4 separate regions of the Mus musculus genome follow, and all the other regions are linked to region 1. The links are chromatin contacts, called in public ChIA-PET, HiChIP or PLAC-seq and promoter capture Hi-C maps. All regions are on one chromosome and are shown on one strand. The core of a region is the stretch at or near the end of the contact, and the rest is flanking DNA. Distances in the headings are between cores, read along the strand shown. Region 1 holds the start of Fryl (FRY like transcription coactivator). Region 2 holds the start of Txk (TXK tyrosine kinase). Region 3 holds the start of Tec (tec protein tyrosine kinase). Region 4 overlaps Slain2 (SLAIN motif family, member 2).

Evidence for each region. Promoter capture Hi-C pulls out the DNA fragments that hold promoters and counts their contacts. ChIA-PET counts read pairs in DNA pulled down with a chosen protein or histone mark. HiChIP or PLAC-seq counts read pairs in DNA pulled down with a chosen protein or histone mark.
Region 2: a contact with region 1 is called in an RNA polymerase II ChIA-PET map of memory CD8 T cells, with 45 read pairs. The contact joins the promoter of Txk here to the promoter of Fryl in region 1. A contact is called at or near these places in 4 of 484 Hi-C or Micro-C datasets (CD8 T cells, natural killer cells, regulatory T cells and 1 more) and 3 of 115 datasets of contacts at active chromatin or transcription factors (memory CD8 T cells, regulatory T cells and thymic regulatory T cells).
Region 3: a contact with region 1 is called in an H3K4me3 HiChIP or PLAC-seq map of embryonic stem cells, with 10 read pairs. The contact joins the promoter of Tec here to the promoter of Fryl in region 1. A contact is called at or near these places in 1 of 39 promoter capture datasets (pre-B cells), 1 of 484 Hi-C or Micro-C datasets (B cells), 2 of 115 datasets of contacts at active chromatin or transcription factors (embryonic stem cells and memory CD8 T cells) and 2 of 9 other capture datasets (adipose tissue and liver).
Region 4: a contact with region 1 is called in a promoter capture Hi-C map of neural stem cells. The contact joins the enhancer-like site here to the promoter of Fryl in region 1. A contact is called at or near these places in 8 of 39 promoter capture datasets (the 3T3-L1 cell line, cranial neural crest, embryonic stem cells and 4 more) and 3 of 115 datasets of contacts at active chromatin or transcription factors (embryonic limb bud, embryonic stem cells and stem cell-derived neural progenitor cells).

Annotation. Positions count from the first base shown.
Region 1 is chr5:73,254,760-73,258,219 of GRCm38.p6, reverse strand. It overlaps Fryl (FRY like transcription coactivator), which reads left to right and starts at 1,602. Exons shown (of 63, transcript NM_028194.2): 1 at 1,602-1,820.
Region 2 is chr5:72,750,966-72,754,425 of GRCm38.p6, reverse strand. It overlaps Txk (TXK tyrosine kinase), which reads left to right and starts at 1,649. Exons shown (of 15, transcript NM_001122754.2): 1 at 1,649-1,747. The coding sequence starts at 1,732.
Region 3 is chr5:72,866,948-72,870,407 of GRCm38.p6, reverse strand. It overlaps Tec (tec protein tyrosine kinase), which reads left to right and starts at 1,960. Exons shown (of 19, transcript NM_001113460.2): 1 at 1,960-2,014.
Region 4 is chr5:72,971,541-72,975,000 of GRCm38.p6, reverse strand. Slain2 (SLAIN motif family, member 2) reads right to left here. Exons shown (of 8, transcript NM_001113423.2): 7 at 155-470. Among named protein-coding and RNA genes, the nearest start is that of Slc10a4, 34 kb to the left of the region's middle. Within about 2 kb of position 1,945, at least 19 of the 459 cell types and tissues checked have an H3K27ac peak or open chromatin away from gene starts, as enhancers often do. A contact at or near this core is called in neural stem cells, where this site is marked.

The DNA of each region.
Region 1 (3,460 bases), core at 353-2,852:
GGCTTAGTTAAAGGCCGTAATTGGGTGCTTGTATTTGTGAAGGCCTTATAAAACAGCTAGGTTCCCATCTCTTGTCTCAGCGTGTGACAATCGTGAGGGGCTGAGACTTTAGCTCACTGGTAGAGGACTTACCTTGAATGCATGAGTCCCTAAATTCATTCCCACTGCTGCAAAAATGTACAAACAATTTAAAAGGAAGGACCTGCAAACACCAATCAAGTCCCGCCTCTCTTACTGCTCCTCGATAATAATGGCTCTCTGAGTTCAGGAAAAAAGCCTTATCTCTCAACTGTCTATGCTTATTTCCCTCTCTCTAAGCTGGTCTGGTCTAGGGCGGCATTGGGCACAGCCACTTTCTTGGCACTACTGGAGGTGACTGCTGCACCTGTAGGGATCCTCTGACGTCGTCAAAGGATCGTCAAAAGTATCAAAGACCATAGAAAATAGAGAGAACACTTAACCTGTTCCTTACTATTTCTTGGCGGGTCCGAAAGCCATAACCACACTCAGGTTTTTTGGAAATAACCTTCGTTTCCTATATCTGGGGTAGGAACCTGGTGCTAAGTTAATGCAGATCCCGAGGTTGTCGCAGGATTCCTCTCCTTTAATGAGCAGGGTTCTGCCACTCAGGTTTCTCCTGGCGAGACTTCTCCCTCTTCCTTTGGGTAGATGTGCTTTCCCCGGAAAGGTGCCACTGTCCTTCAAAGACTAGCCCTCTGGTGTCCACATTTGTAACAAGAGGAACTTTGAGAATATCAGCAAAGAGGAATATATGTTTAATCTTTCCAAACAATTTTTAAAAATAATAAAAAATAGCATAGTCCCGCGCAAATGCCAGTATGACACACAGGACGTGACCTAAACGGAACTTCTAATGGGAAGAACTTAACGCTTTTCTGAACGTCCTATTGCAAGATAAACAAGGAAACCCCTGGGTTTGAAGACACCTTCGTTAATTCTTCCGGGTGCGTAAAGCCAGGAAGTCAAGGATGTGAGCAGAGTAGACAGGGAGTGTGAACTTGATTAATTCTCAGGAGCCAGTATTAGGATTTCAGGTGTTCTCACTCCATTCACGAAATAGGATTGGGCTCTCAGGATCCCGCAGCTGCTGTGGTGTGCTTTTTATCTGAAGATTTTTGCATCCTTTCCACCTCTCTTTCCCGCCTTCCTCAGTATAGGTTGTTTGTGCTCGACCTCTACCAACATTTAAAGGTACAGAGGCTTTGAGGGTGCCAAAATAGGGAAGACTTTACGACTGTCTTTCAGCCGTCCAGGGAGAGTGATAAAAGGTAAGGGGCGTGCAGACTTGCCTTTTCTTACCCAATCAGGTGCACAGGAAGATGTCTTTCTACCAATAAAAATAAAGTTAGCTTTCCGGAGGCGGGAGGGTGAGCCGTGACTGCCAGTTCTCCAAAGCAACGTTGGAGGCGAGGACCGAGAGTGATTAGAGGTAGGTCCAACCCGGGGGAGGGGGCGGGGCGAAGGTGGGGAAACTCTGAGCGGCGGGGAGGCCGGCCAGTGGAGGGCGAGGACCGCTGTTCCTGGTGTAGTATCCTTCGCCAATCAGGAAGGCGAGTGGGTGGGCGGGGCAGAGAAGGGGTGGGCAGAGCTCGCAGCACTGCCGGGCGCCCGTCGGGCTCTGGGAGAGACAGAAATCCGGTTAAAATCAGAGTCGGAGGGAGGTTTAACCACGAATCGGTCCCGATCGGATTATTCCTTAAAGGGGACGCGCCATTGTCAAAGAGAACGGAGCCTGGGGCCCGAGGGCGGGGACCGGCGGCGCTGGAGGAACGAGGCAGCTGCACGGGACTGGGGACCTGGTAGGTGCTGTTTGGGGAAAGGCGCTTCATTTCACTTTCTCTTCCAGCGCGGGGGCAGGATCCGGGATGCCCGCCGACCGTCGGCCGTAGGATCCGGGATGCCCGCCGACCGTCGGCCGTGGGATCCCGGGTCCCCGGCCCTGGCCCGGCTGCCCTTCTTGCTGCGAGCCGCGAGGGAGGCGGACCGGGATGGGCGGCTGCGGCGCCGACTGGGGAGGCTCCTAACGGACGCGGGCGCGGTACTGAGCCGGGGTCAACCGAAAGCCCGTCGGAGCTGCGGCAGACCCGTGGGGGAGCACCGCGCGCCCCGCTCTGCTGCGCGCCTCCTTCCCGGCCCGTGCCCGGCTCTCCCCGCGCTCCCGGCTGCCCTGGTCGCGCGCCGTCGTCTCCACGCTCGCTCCGCTCTTCCCGCGCGCCCGGCTGCCCTGAGCGCGCTCCCTGCGCCGCTCGGCGCGCCGGCTTGGTTCGCACGCCGCGGGTTCACCGCGACCCGGGAACCGCCCGGCGAGGAAGCGGGCGGCGGGGCGGTGGCGGCAGGCGCTACTGCTGGGTTGATCATCCGACCCGGCTGAAGGTGCCGGCAGGCGGCCTCGGGAGGAGAGGCGGCGGGCTCGCGCTGCGCGCCGAGGTTGCCGGCCCGGCCGGGCATTGTCCGCGATCCTCCGCCGCGTCTCTCCGCCCACTGCTTGCGGTGCTGGGAGGGGTGCGGACCTGGGCGCAGAGCCCACTCCGCCTGAAGCGACGGCGCACCCCCGGACCCGCGCCTTTCCGGAGCCGGGGTCGGCCCGGCGGACGCCAAAGTCACCGCCCGCCGCCGGGCCTGTGCAGCCCGGGCCACCGGCTTCGCAGACACCGGCGCTGGCTCCTCGCGGTCCGGAGCTCAGCCGTGCAACTTTTCTTTGCCTTCTAATGGGAGTTGTTGCTTCCGGGCGGCAGGTTCTCCCGGCCCGGCCGAGCCTCGTTTCTTGCGTCTGCAGAGGCCGATATCTAAGGCGATCTGGGGCCTGAATGCTTTACTACTAGTCCAGCTTTGTTCCTCATTACCTACAATCGCTTTGCTTGTAGACTTTCGAGGATATAAGTCCCAGGTTGCTGTGTTAATAAAAGAATAAATAAACGGGTGGGGGAATGGCTGAGGGGCTAGAGCTTCAGACAGAACTAAATGTGCTTTAACCTTTGAACTAGGGAAAGTATTACCGGGACTCCACGACAGAAGCTCTTCGAGGAGGGTAGAAGGGTCTGTAGGATTGGGGGGGGGGGGGAACAATGAACAACTTTTGATGGAAATAAAAGTTGGTTTTATAAACTGCTGTTCCGCCTAGCAGGTGCCTTCCATAAAGTTGATCTCCCCTACTGAATGCAGGCATTGTAACTACTTGCAGGCAGGCACTCTTGCTATTGGTGAATCAAATAAGAGGTCTTTGCACTGTGAACATTCTGCCGGTGTTGAACTTGTCAATACTTGCAGCAGAAATCATAGCTAGAAACAACACATCCCTTGTTGGAGTCCTTATTTAGAAAAGAATGTTTTCATAAGCCTTCATTTTGACAGTTTCTTGAGCAATGGTTTGTAGAGCGCTTGGAGGCGGCAAGCTGCAGCCTTATCAAGGAAGTAGCATCCGGCCTATGATTCTTTGGTC
Region 2 (3,460 bases), core at 400-2,899, 500 kb after region 1:
TTGCCCCACATGTTCCCATCAGTAGAAACCATTTCCTATCCAACACACTGTTCTTGGTATTTGAGAGCTCCCCCTTCCCATATCAGTAGCCCCTGTAATCCCTCCCACCCTGGAGCATGTGGTGAGCACACAGACTGGAGCTGGCTGCTGACTTCCCTCTGACCATGGAGAACCACCGATTTGGTTAAGAGTCTGTGCCGCCATATTGAAGGTTGGGCCGAAGGCTAAGCTCATTCCTTTTATAATGGATAAAAAAATGAAATATTCTCATCATAATGTGCCATATTCCTTCCAACTCCCCACATCACAAAACCATACACACTTTTTAATCAACTCCTTCAAGCAGCTGGTGATATGCAGGCATGCCTTACTATTATTGCTAAGATAGGCCCCACCTATCTTCTCCTTTTATCTGGATGAGCTGTGAAAGGAACCAGGGTGTGCTCAGGAAAGTTACAAGAAGGTTGAGTTCCTGTGTGAACAATTTGAAATACTCTTTCTTATCACATGTAGGTCTCAGGGGGCAGGATACATGTGTGTATGTGTGCATATGTGCCTGTGTGCATATGGGGGCTAGAGTTGATGCTGTGTGTTTTCTTCGATTGCTTTCCACCTTGTGTAGTGAGGTAGAATCTCTCATTGAACTCAGAGCTGGCTGATTTGGCTGGTCTAGCTAGCCAGTTTGCCCTCAGGATCTCTTGTCTCCATCTCCCAAGCACTTGGTTTACTGGTGGGAGACCGTGCTCTCTTGTCAATTATGTAACTTTTCTGGCTCTGAACTTGGGTCCTTATACTTCAGTGTCAAACACTTTGCTCACTGAGCCATTTCCATAGCCCATACAAATGCTTCCTATGGGAAAACAGAACAAATGAAAGGGAGCGCTCACGCTGTAGACTTGTTCATCCAACCGAGGTGCCAATGGGAACCTGTCAAAGCTGAGGCTAAATCTTTTCTTTTCTCTGTCCCTGTCTTTCTGTCTCTCTGTCTCTGTCTGTCTGTCTGTCTGTCTCTCTGCCTCTCCTGTCTCTGTCTGTATCTCTGTCTGTCTCTCTGTCTCTGTCTTTCTCTCTGTCTGTCAAGGTTTCTCTATGTAACCCTGGCTGTCCTGGAACTCTATGTAGACCAGGCTGGCCTTGAACTCACTCGCCTCTGCCTCCCAGAGTGCTGGGATTAAAGACTTTTGCCACCACACCTAGCTTCAGCCAGTTTTTAAAACAGATCTTTAGATTCTCCCCTAATCCCAAACCAAGTCTTTAGAGTCAGTCCTAAATCAGAGGGCCAAACATCCTAGTTTGGATATTCATGATCCTAGAAGTCGATTTTCCCTGTACCACTATGAGCCCTCCAGTAAGTAAAATTTCTTCTTGTATGGTCCTTTATTCCAGTATCAGCACAGGGAAGACAGTTTAAGTTGACTACTATGAAGGCCCCTTTTACCGAAATTCTGTGATTTCTTCAAAGTGTTTTCTAGACACACCCACAGCGTAGGTATAAGGAAGTGCTAACACTTCAGATCTGGATACAGAGCTCTGAAGTTTCTTATGTAGGCCACTGGGTTGTCATTCACACACTCTTGAGGTTTTCAGAACAGGAAATTAGGTGGGGTAAACTTTGCCTGTGAGAAACGTCACAGGCCAACAACTATGCTTTCAGTTGAAAGATGTGTTACCGTGAGTGGAACAGAGCTGAAGAACCAAGGCTTCTGTGTATGGCCAGCAAGCAGGGTCGCCATGATCCTGTCCTCTTGTGAGTAAGATGGGCTTTACCATTTAATGTCACAGCGTGTTTATGGGTGTGTTGCCTACTGGTGACCCCTAGGAGTGGGTTTTGCTAAAACAAGGAATTTGTGAAATCCTAAAGATGATTTCTTCAGATGTAGTGACAGGATTTTGTGGCTTAGTTAAATGTCCACTGCCTCTTGATAAAATTATATACTTGAGAATTGAGAATACAGATGACAATAGCAAAAAAAAAAAAAGTTGTGTACTTAGCATGTGTGGAAATTCGGTCAGTGTGATGGGATATGTTTGTTTTTTGAATGATAATGAACTCAGAGTTGAGGGTGAAGAGATCAGACTTTTCTGGTTTAGCCTCAGCTTTGACAGGTTCCCATTGGCACCTCGGTTGGATGAACAAGTCTACAGTGTGAGCGCTCCCTTTCTGCCTCCTCCTATAGCCGTCACAAGTAAACAGTGGGCAAAGCTGGCAAGCACATCAACTAATCTGAGAGTTGCTTTGAAAGACTTCAAGACGATTTTTGGAAGCACTCCACAGTTAAGACTCAAGAGAGGCTAATTATGTATAGGGGTTTAGGAAAGGAAAAAAAAAAGACGATCTCTGATTTTAATTCTAGATGCCCTGGGAATCAAACATCAGTAGAACTTAGTCATTCTAGATTAGGCCAGAATTCTGATTTATTTTTAGCTGGCAGTAGGAAAAAACTGACCGAATTTTACATATCTCTTTAAGCCACAGCACGTTATTAGGACCTCCAGACATTGGTAGGATTTATAAAAATAATCAAATGCTATTTTTGTTGTGCCTTCCTGAATATGATTTACAGTTTGATTCACTAAGAACAAAACAAGACAATAACAACAACAACAGCAACAGCAACAAAAAGGTTTCTTGTTATCAGAAATAGGCCAAGCAGCTCAAGACAGAAAAAGATACAAAGAATTGTCACGAGTCCCCACCTCCCCAAGGGCAGAATAATGTTGAGCAGATGCAGAATATGGACTTTTAAAGGCTTTGATTGTTTCTCATGAGATCAGAACCAGGGGAAGGAAGGCCATGTGTTATGACAGGAAAGGCTCAGCTACGTGTAAGGCAAGTAGATGCAGAGGCTGTCTAGGGATGAAGTGGGAGACTACTTATCTATGGGGTCTTAGATTTCCCCGTGGCCTGGGGGGGGAGGAATGGTTTTAATGCAATGTCCCTGTACCATCCAGTGTCTGTCTGTCTGTCTGTCTGTCTGTGTCCTTCTGCCATGAGCCATAGCTAAACCACTCCATTTTCTTCTGCGTGAAATAATGAGTATTCGCCATTGACAAGGCACCACCAAGTGCCCTCCAGGGTGTTTTAAACTTAAGGATGCTTATTTGTATGCGCCAAACACATTGACTGTTCAAGGGGCTGCCATGGTGACCTGGAGTCACAGGCTGCTGGAAGGGAAGAGGAGGTAGTTGTATAGAGTGGGGTTTTGATCATAAAGGAATGATGGTGGCCTCTGAACAGGGTCCAAGACACTCCTCCAGTGAGGTTACATTTGTGAAGTGTTGGAATTGCCAGTGTGTTTGGCAGCTAAGTTACCGTGAGAGCAAACTCAGACATTTACTTAGATGGCAAGATCCCAGTACAGCAGCTAAGGATTAGAAATTTCTCCCTTTCACCTCTTCTTGAATGCTTTTAATCTATTGTTTGTGGAAAGAAAAACCATATAAAAATGTTTCATATATA
Region 3 (3,460 bases), core at 711-3,210, 390 kb after region 1:
ACTCTACACACACACACACACACACACACACACACACACACACTCACTCACTGCAGTACTGGTAGCAGTAACTTGCTCTCTGCACGCACATGTGCCTCTACTCTTTTACATACAGTTTCACAGATTCAAGCCCCTGCTCCCCCAGGGACATCTCTCTGCATGGCAGGGAAATAAGCTCTTGAAGGGAATGAGAGGCAGGAGAGAAAAGGGAAGGTTCCTTCAGAGCTTGGCTCATTACACTGGAGGCCTTCCCGGGAGGAGAGGAACTGGAGTCAGGAATCATTGGTTCAGTTCTGCGTTCTCCTCCCATTCCCGGCCCCTTCCTAATTATATGACTTTAGGCAAGTCCTTTAAATTGCTCTTAGTTCTTTCCCTGTCAAATGGAATCTTGTCAGCTGACTTCTCGGGTCATTAAGATGATCACAGGAGAAATAGCACAGGGAGGCACTGCTTTTAAGTCCTGAGCCGTGTCGGGGAGGAGTCTTACTGCACACGTGACTGCACACGTGATCGCGAGCGTCGTCTTCAGGTTGGCTGCCTGATTCACTGTTCAACCTCAGCTCCACAGAGTCCTCCTTTGAGAAGTCCTCCTTCCTCATCAATCTCTCTTTCATTACCCCAGTTTATTTCAGCCAAGACATTTCTCACCTGTGAAATGGTTTCTTTGCTTACCGGTATATTGGTTTTCTCCCTATGTAAAGGCTCCACTGTGGAGGTCAGAGGCTAAGTGTCTTTCTCAATTGCTCTCTTCCATATTATTTGAGATAAAGTCTTTCATGGAACCCGGAGCTGGCCAGTTGGGCTAGATTGACTGGCCAAGCTATGCTTGGTTCTGCCTCCAGCTCTGGAGTACAGGTGAAAAACAGCTTCCTTCCTTCCTTTCTTTCTCTTCCCTTTTTCTTTCTTTCTTTCTTTCTTTCCTTTTTTTTTTTTTTTAAAAACATGGGCTCTACCTGATCAACCTTCGGCATAGCAAGCATTTTACAAATTAATTTCTCTCTCCATCCCAAAGGCGAACTCAGTCTTTTATTCCCATGGACTATTATGAACATTACAGTCCTATCCTGTGTCTCTCTCCTTCTGAGAGGTCCTCATATCCCTGCCCTGGCTGGCCTGGAAACCACTATGTTTACCAGACTGGCCTTAAATGCTTAGAAATGGGCTTGCCTTTGCCCTCTCAGCTGGAATAAAATATGTGGGCCACCATGCCTGTCTGACAGTACAGGATGGATGAGATCAGATAACAGTGGCTAAGACTCAAGACTACCATCAAAGACAACTTAGACTTGAAAGTAGGGAATCAAACCCAGGGCCTTGTGCATGTTAAGCAAACATTGTACCACTGATCTACAGCCCCAGCCTTTCCAGGACAGCTTCTCAGTTAGCTAGCTAGCTAGGTGACAAACGGCACGTTCTTTCCTGGAGTCTAAGAATTTTACAGTATTTAAAGTGAATAACTTGAAGGTTGTTTTCATTATTAGTGTATCAACAGTAATAATGTAAGTGGGTGACCCTATGCTAGGCTCTGATGCTTCAGGCTTGTCAGTCAAGCCACCCATTCTTCTATCACCCCAGAGCACAGCATCATCCGGTTTCGCCCGCGAGGGGCTAAGCGGAAGTGGAGGTCGGTTCTTAGCCACCCACAAGTGCTATTGCTACCGGCTCTCCGAGCCGGGGACGAAGGAGCATTTTTCTGGACGGTTCTCTTAGGATGGGAAGTCCGGACTTAGAGAGACCCCACGCCGCGTCTGTCTGGATAAGAGACGCTCCCTGGAACTTCGGCCGCAGGACCGCGAGCTCCGATTCTTCCCTTTGGCTTTGAAATCGCGGAAGGAAGGTGGGACACTGGCGCTGTGGGCAGCGGAGGGCAGAGGCGGCGCGGCGAGGGGGCGGGGCCAGGGAGGAGCCGGGCGGTGGGCGTGGCCGATGGGTTTGGTCAGCGCTTGCCGAGCTCCGGGCTCCGCAGTTTGGACGTCGCTCTGTCTTGGCTTGTCTCGGCACGCGCTCCGTCAAGGTAAGAACCAAGGGACTCTCGGCGCTCACGGAGTTGGCCTCCACCTGCGGGAGACTGACCTTAGTGGGATTAGGGAGGATTTTTCTACCCTTCTCACGGAGGTGAGAGCGGACTCTCTGCGTCAGGTCAGAGGCCCGTCCCCCTTGGGCCAGGAAGAAGGGACAGGTGCGCTCCCCTGATGGCCGCGCCTTCCCCGGTGGCTGCAGATCTGAGCCCTTTTGGACTTGGTATCTGAGCCGAGAGGACTCGCGATTGAGTTCCTTTCCCAGTTGAGCGGCAGGGGGCCTTTCTTCTTTCTGCTTGTCCCGCGGTAAAGTTCGAATCCAGGAAGACAGTCCACAGTTGCTTGTGCCCGAGCAGGTGCACGTACTTCTTTAGCTATTTTTCTCTTCTGGAAAGTGGTATCTGGATCTTGATAAACAGGGACTCGAAGAATCAAAGTGGGAAAAACTACGTGGACCTTGTCCCGAGACTGTGCAATTTCCCCTGGATCTGACATTTCTTAACTTTTTCCTGTCGTTGGCGAATATGTTTCTGTGTACCAGGTCCCATTCGGGCTTATCTTTGGAAAGTGGAATATTTGGTTAGAAGAGTTGATCGCAGTGTTAAATTGGGACAACTGGGTGGCTGGCTTGGTTAAGTGGGTTTGGAGCCTATCCAGACAGAATAGTTGCATGCTTTAAGCAGAGGTTTTACATTTTTCCAGTGAGTTCCCATTTTCCTCTAAGGAAACTCTGACAACCTATTCCCGTCTATATAATTCTTTTACAGAGCCGAGGCGCGGTAGGAGGAAGCATCGAGTCTCCTAAGTAAGATTTGGGATTTAATAGCTGAGTGATCGACACTGTAGCTCTGTGGTCTATAGACTCAAAATAAGGAAGAGCTTGATTTTTTTCCGCGAGGCGGGGGTTGGGGGGAGCTGTGGCTAAACTTACACATTAAGTATTTGAAAACATCCATGTCGTCCAGTTACATTTTCATTGTTTAAGACAGACCTATCTTTTCGCCATACACTTATGAATCCGATCACTATTCCTCTCCTTGCCAGCTCAGGGGTGCTTTCTGTAGGGTGCCTATGTAAATCACCCTCGTTCTTCCCACAAGGGTGTGTGCCTTCGGGTTTGTGGAATTGTGTGGGGACAGGTATTGTAAACACATGCAAATCAGTGAAGCGCTCTAGTAGGCGATACCTTTGCCCTACATGGATCTTTGGCCTAGAGTTTCCCTCTCTTTCTAGATTGGAAAGAATCTAGGGTGGGAATGCAAGGTTTAGCATTGCCACACTGTTTTCTTGATTCCCTTACAACAAGGTGGTCTTGTTTACAGACAGGGCTGGGGCTATGTGTAACCTCTCTCCCTACAGCTGATCCTTAAAGGAGGATGGAGATACTGTGGACAATTACTGGCACATTTGTGTTCTTGAAGAATGCCTGGCCTCCCCCTATC
Region 4 (3,460 bases), core at 696-3,195, 280 kb after region 1:
GTCCAAATGAAGACTTTTTCAGAACAAGGAGGCAATGGACTAACATGGTGGGACCCACTAGACCCTCCACACTGACAACTGGATGCAGACAGGACTGACTGCAGGTTGCTCCTTTTCATAGACTTGTCGTGCCGAGTACAACATTTACACTTACCTTCGAACAGGCTGTACAAGCTTGCTGCGAGGCACTGGGATGCCCCCCGCAGAAGGGGCGCTTGGCCGGGGCAGGCCACTCCTCATTGCAGTTGTCCCTGCAGGTCTGGTTAGAGTGGCACTGTTGATATTGCTGGAAGGGTTTGCTGGGGCTGAGTTCTGCACCACAGGAGGCCCAGGTGAGGAGGTGGTTTGTGTGAACTGGGTAGTTTCTTGGCTACCAGAACCAGAGCCATGGTTACTAAACGCTTTCACTGGTTGCCGAAGAGCCAATGGAGACGGTGCTGCAGGGGAGCGGAATTTGCCTGGAGAAGGTACTGTATGCGGAACAGCAAAGGAAAGCCAGTGTTTTCGGAGGGAACCAAGTACCAGTCAAAGCACTGTTTGTTACCCACGATGACCGAGCACTAGGAGATCTATAGTATGAGCCTCAAATAAAGAACCTTTCTGGGCTAACAGAAAAAAGGTTACCTCAGAGGGTGACAAAATGTCTCTGAAAGAAGTACATTAACCAGGGTACCCTGGATCCCCCAAGAGGAAGGGGGTGCGAGTGCAGCACCACAGGGACCAGGAAGACGGCTCAGTGGTAAAAGGTGCTTGCCATGTATACTTAGAGATCCAAGGTCAATCTAAGGCACCAACATAAAGGTAGGACTTGACAAAGCTGTCCTCTGACCTTCCCACCATACCATTGCCTCCATGTGTTGTATGCACGGATAACACAATTATCAGTAACTTTAGTCACCCAGGATTATGTCTCACTGTAGGAACTAAGTAGGCCCACACGAGGACATTCTAAAGGTCAACGTAAGGGTTGGATATACATGTGAATAAAAATCTAATGACTAGAGTCTCAAAGCTACTTATCATGGTGTAACTAGAGGTCAGGAATTAACAGTTATTACTATTATAAAAGTCAGCTCCAGAAGCACCAAGATAACTCAGTGCACAACAGTGCATGCCACACACTTGACAACCTGATCTGGATCCCTGAAATCCATGGCAAAGGAGACACTTCCTCAAAGTTGTTCTGACACACATGTGTGTGCACTCCAGGAGCCTATCAAAAGGCCTATGAAGTCACAGAATGCCAAGTCTACTATGAAATATGTGTTTATATTAAACAAATGCCAGATAGATACAATGAAATGTCCAATCTTCATTGCTTTCTCAGAGAAGACAGGATTCAAATACATTTTATTATTGTAATAGGTCCCTCTGAGATGAAGTTTAGATCTCTTGGGGTGCATGCTCACCCTTTTCTGCTTCTTGTTTGAATATGTCTCCTCTGAAAGGGTTTTAAGTGTCCTCAGAAGGCCATGGATAGCCTTCACAGGACCTTGGGGATAAGGCAGGGTGGAGGGTGTGTGTGGAGCAGAGGCAGAAAGCTAACATTATTCTCCATCAACTGCCTTCGTTTCAGGAGGGTGCAGTCGCGAGAAAGCTTGAGGCACAGGCGTGGGCCATCTTATACTATTCTGTTTGCTCCACTTCTGTAACCCATCTGTACAGCAGAGCACAGCAAGTCTACTGTAGTAATGGAGGGCAGAAAAGAGGTGATCAGTTCTGATTATCAAGCTCACTGCATCCCGTGCTTATGGTTAGTGAAGCAGACTGCTAGTGTGTTTGTGAGAGTGTTTCCACAGAGGATCGAACAAGGCAGGGACACAGCTCTGAATGTAGATGGCGCTAACTCATCCATGGGGGTTGGGGATGTAAGCGGCTCTGCCTGCTCAGCCACACCCTCCCTGCCAACACTGACTGGAAGCTCTAAGATGAAAAGCCAGAGAAGCCAGCCTGAAACCAAGCTTGAATAGGACTGAAAGGAGATCAGCCTGCTACTAGACTCCTCTAAGCCTGGACGGTCCATGAAATGTTTAGAAAAGTACTTAGCCATTCAGTGCAGTGATTTTGCAGGAAGGGTGTTTGGAATGTTGGGTCTGAGAGTCTGATATGAAACGAACCAGTTCTGAAGCCCTGGGGCTTTTTGTTGTTCTTCTGAACACATTCTTTCAGCAGAGTGTATATCAAGCAGGCCAACCTTATTTTGGTGAGCAGAAAAGACGAAATCAGAAATCTGAGAGATACTGTGTTTTAGAGGAGAGAGCTGCTTAGAAGACCTTCAGAACTCGGCTTGGGGTCTGGCTGAACCTTCAGCTAAACACTGGGCTGAGTATATCCAGAATGAAATTCCGTGCATGTGGACAAAGGAGTGCAGCCCTGTAAATTGAACAGCCGGCAGAGCTCACACAAAGTGCTGTTCCTGAGTTTCAACCAGCTATGGGAGAGTCCTTGCCAAATCAAAGAGATGTCAAAGCAGCCTGGAGATACTCTAAAACAATCAAGCCTTAACTAGAGGGTGGGGAGGGAATGACACCTACATGGGATGGGACACCTAGTGCTAGAAAAAAAGGATGCCACAAATCTCCTCTAACAAAACTTATAAAAGAAACTTCTGAATAACTGTGTCCACAGCTGCTGTCCATGGGGGTAAATACACTGTGTTTGTGAATAGGGTTACATTAGAACATACTCATTCATTTAACCACAGCCTGTCACTGTTTTTAAGTATAGTAGGTGGACAAACCGAAAGTTGTTAGAAGCTGGTCTCTGAGAAAATAATCCATTTCTACTATGAAGGTTTAAACTGATTTGTAAGAAATACAATTACTTAATAAACTCCAACAATATTTAAAAGAAGATTAACAATATCCATCACAGAAAGATGTAAACTTCCACACTGTCTGCCATCCACTGCATAATCATGAAACACACCAAGGAACAAGAAAACAGGAAGGCAGGCCAGGAAGCACCTATGTCCAGAGAAATTGATGCCTGAACCAGCAGGAGGGATATCACACGGACTCTTACCTAGGCTCAAAGGTACACACAGTTTAAATGGGATGAGGAGAAATAGGTTTCCTGGAAAAGCACATGGAGGTTTTAAAGATAAAGAACTTAGAGCAGCGCTCTCCTCTGTTAGGGTCAATAACAGCTGAGATGCAGAAGAAGAGCAGCTTAGCACTGAGCATGGTCCCACCCGCAGCACAGAGCAGTTACGACGACTCCTAAAAGGCCTCTGTGACCTAACTGCGAGCCAGCACGAAGAGCTTTTACTATATGTACCCTAGTCCAAGAACTCGGGAGAGACTGGATGACTGCACAAGGCCATTGGATAAAACCATAAGCTCACTCACACAGCTCGTTTGAAGGAGGAGAGGCCAAGCCTGATGATCTGTCTGATGCTGGCGCCCACGGGGGAAGGAGAGGACTGACTCCTCACAGTCTCCTCTGCCTCCACGATCAT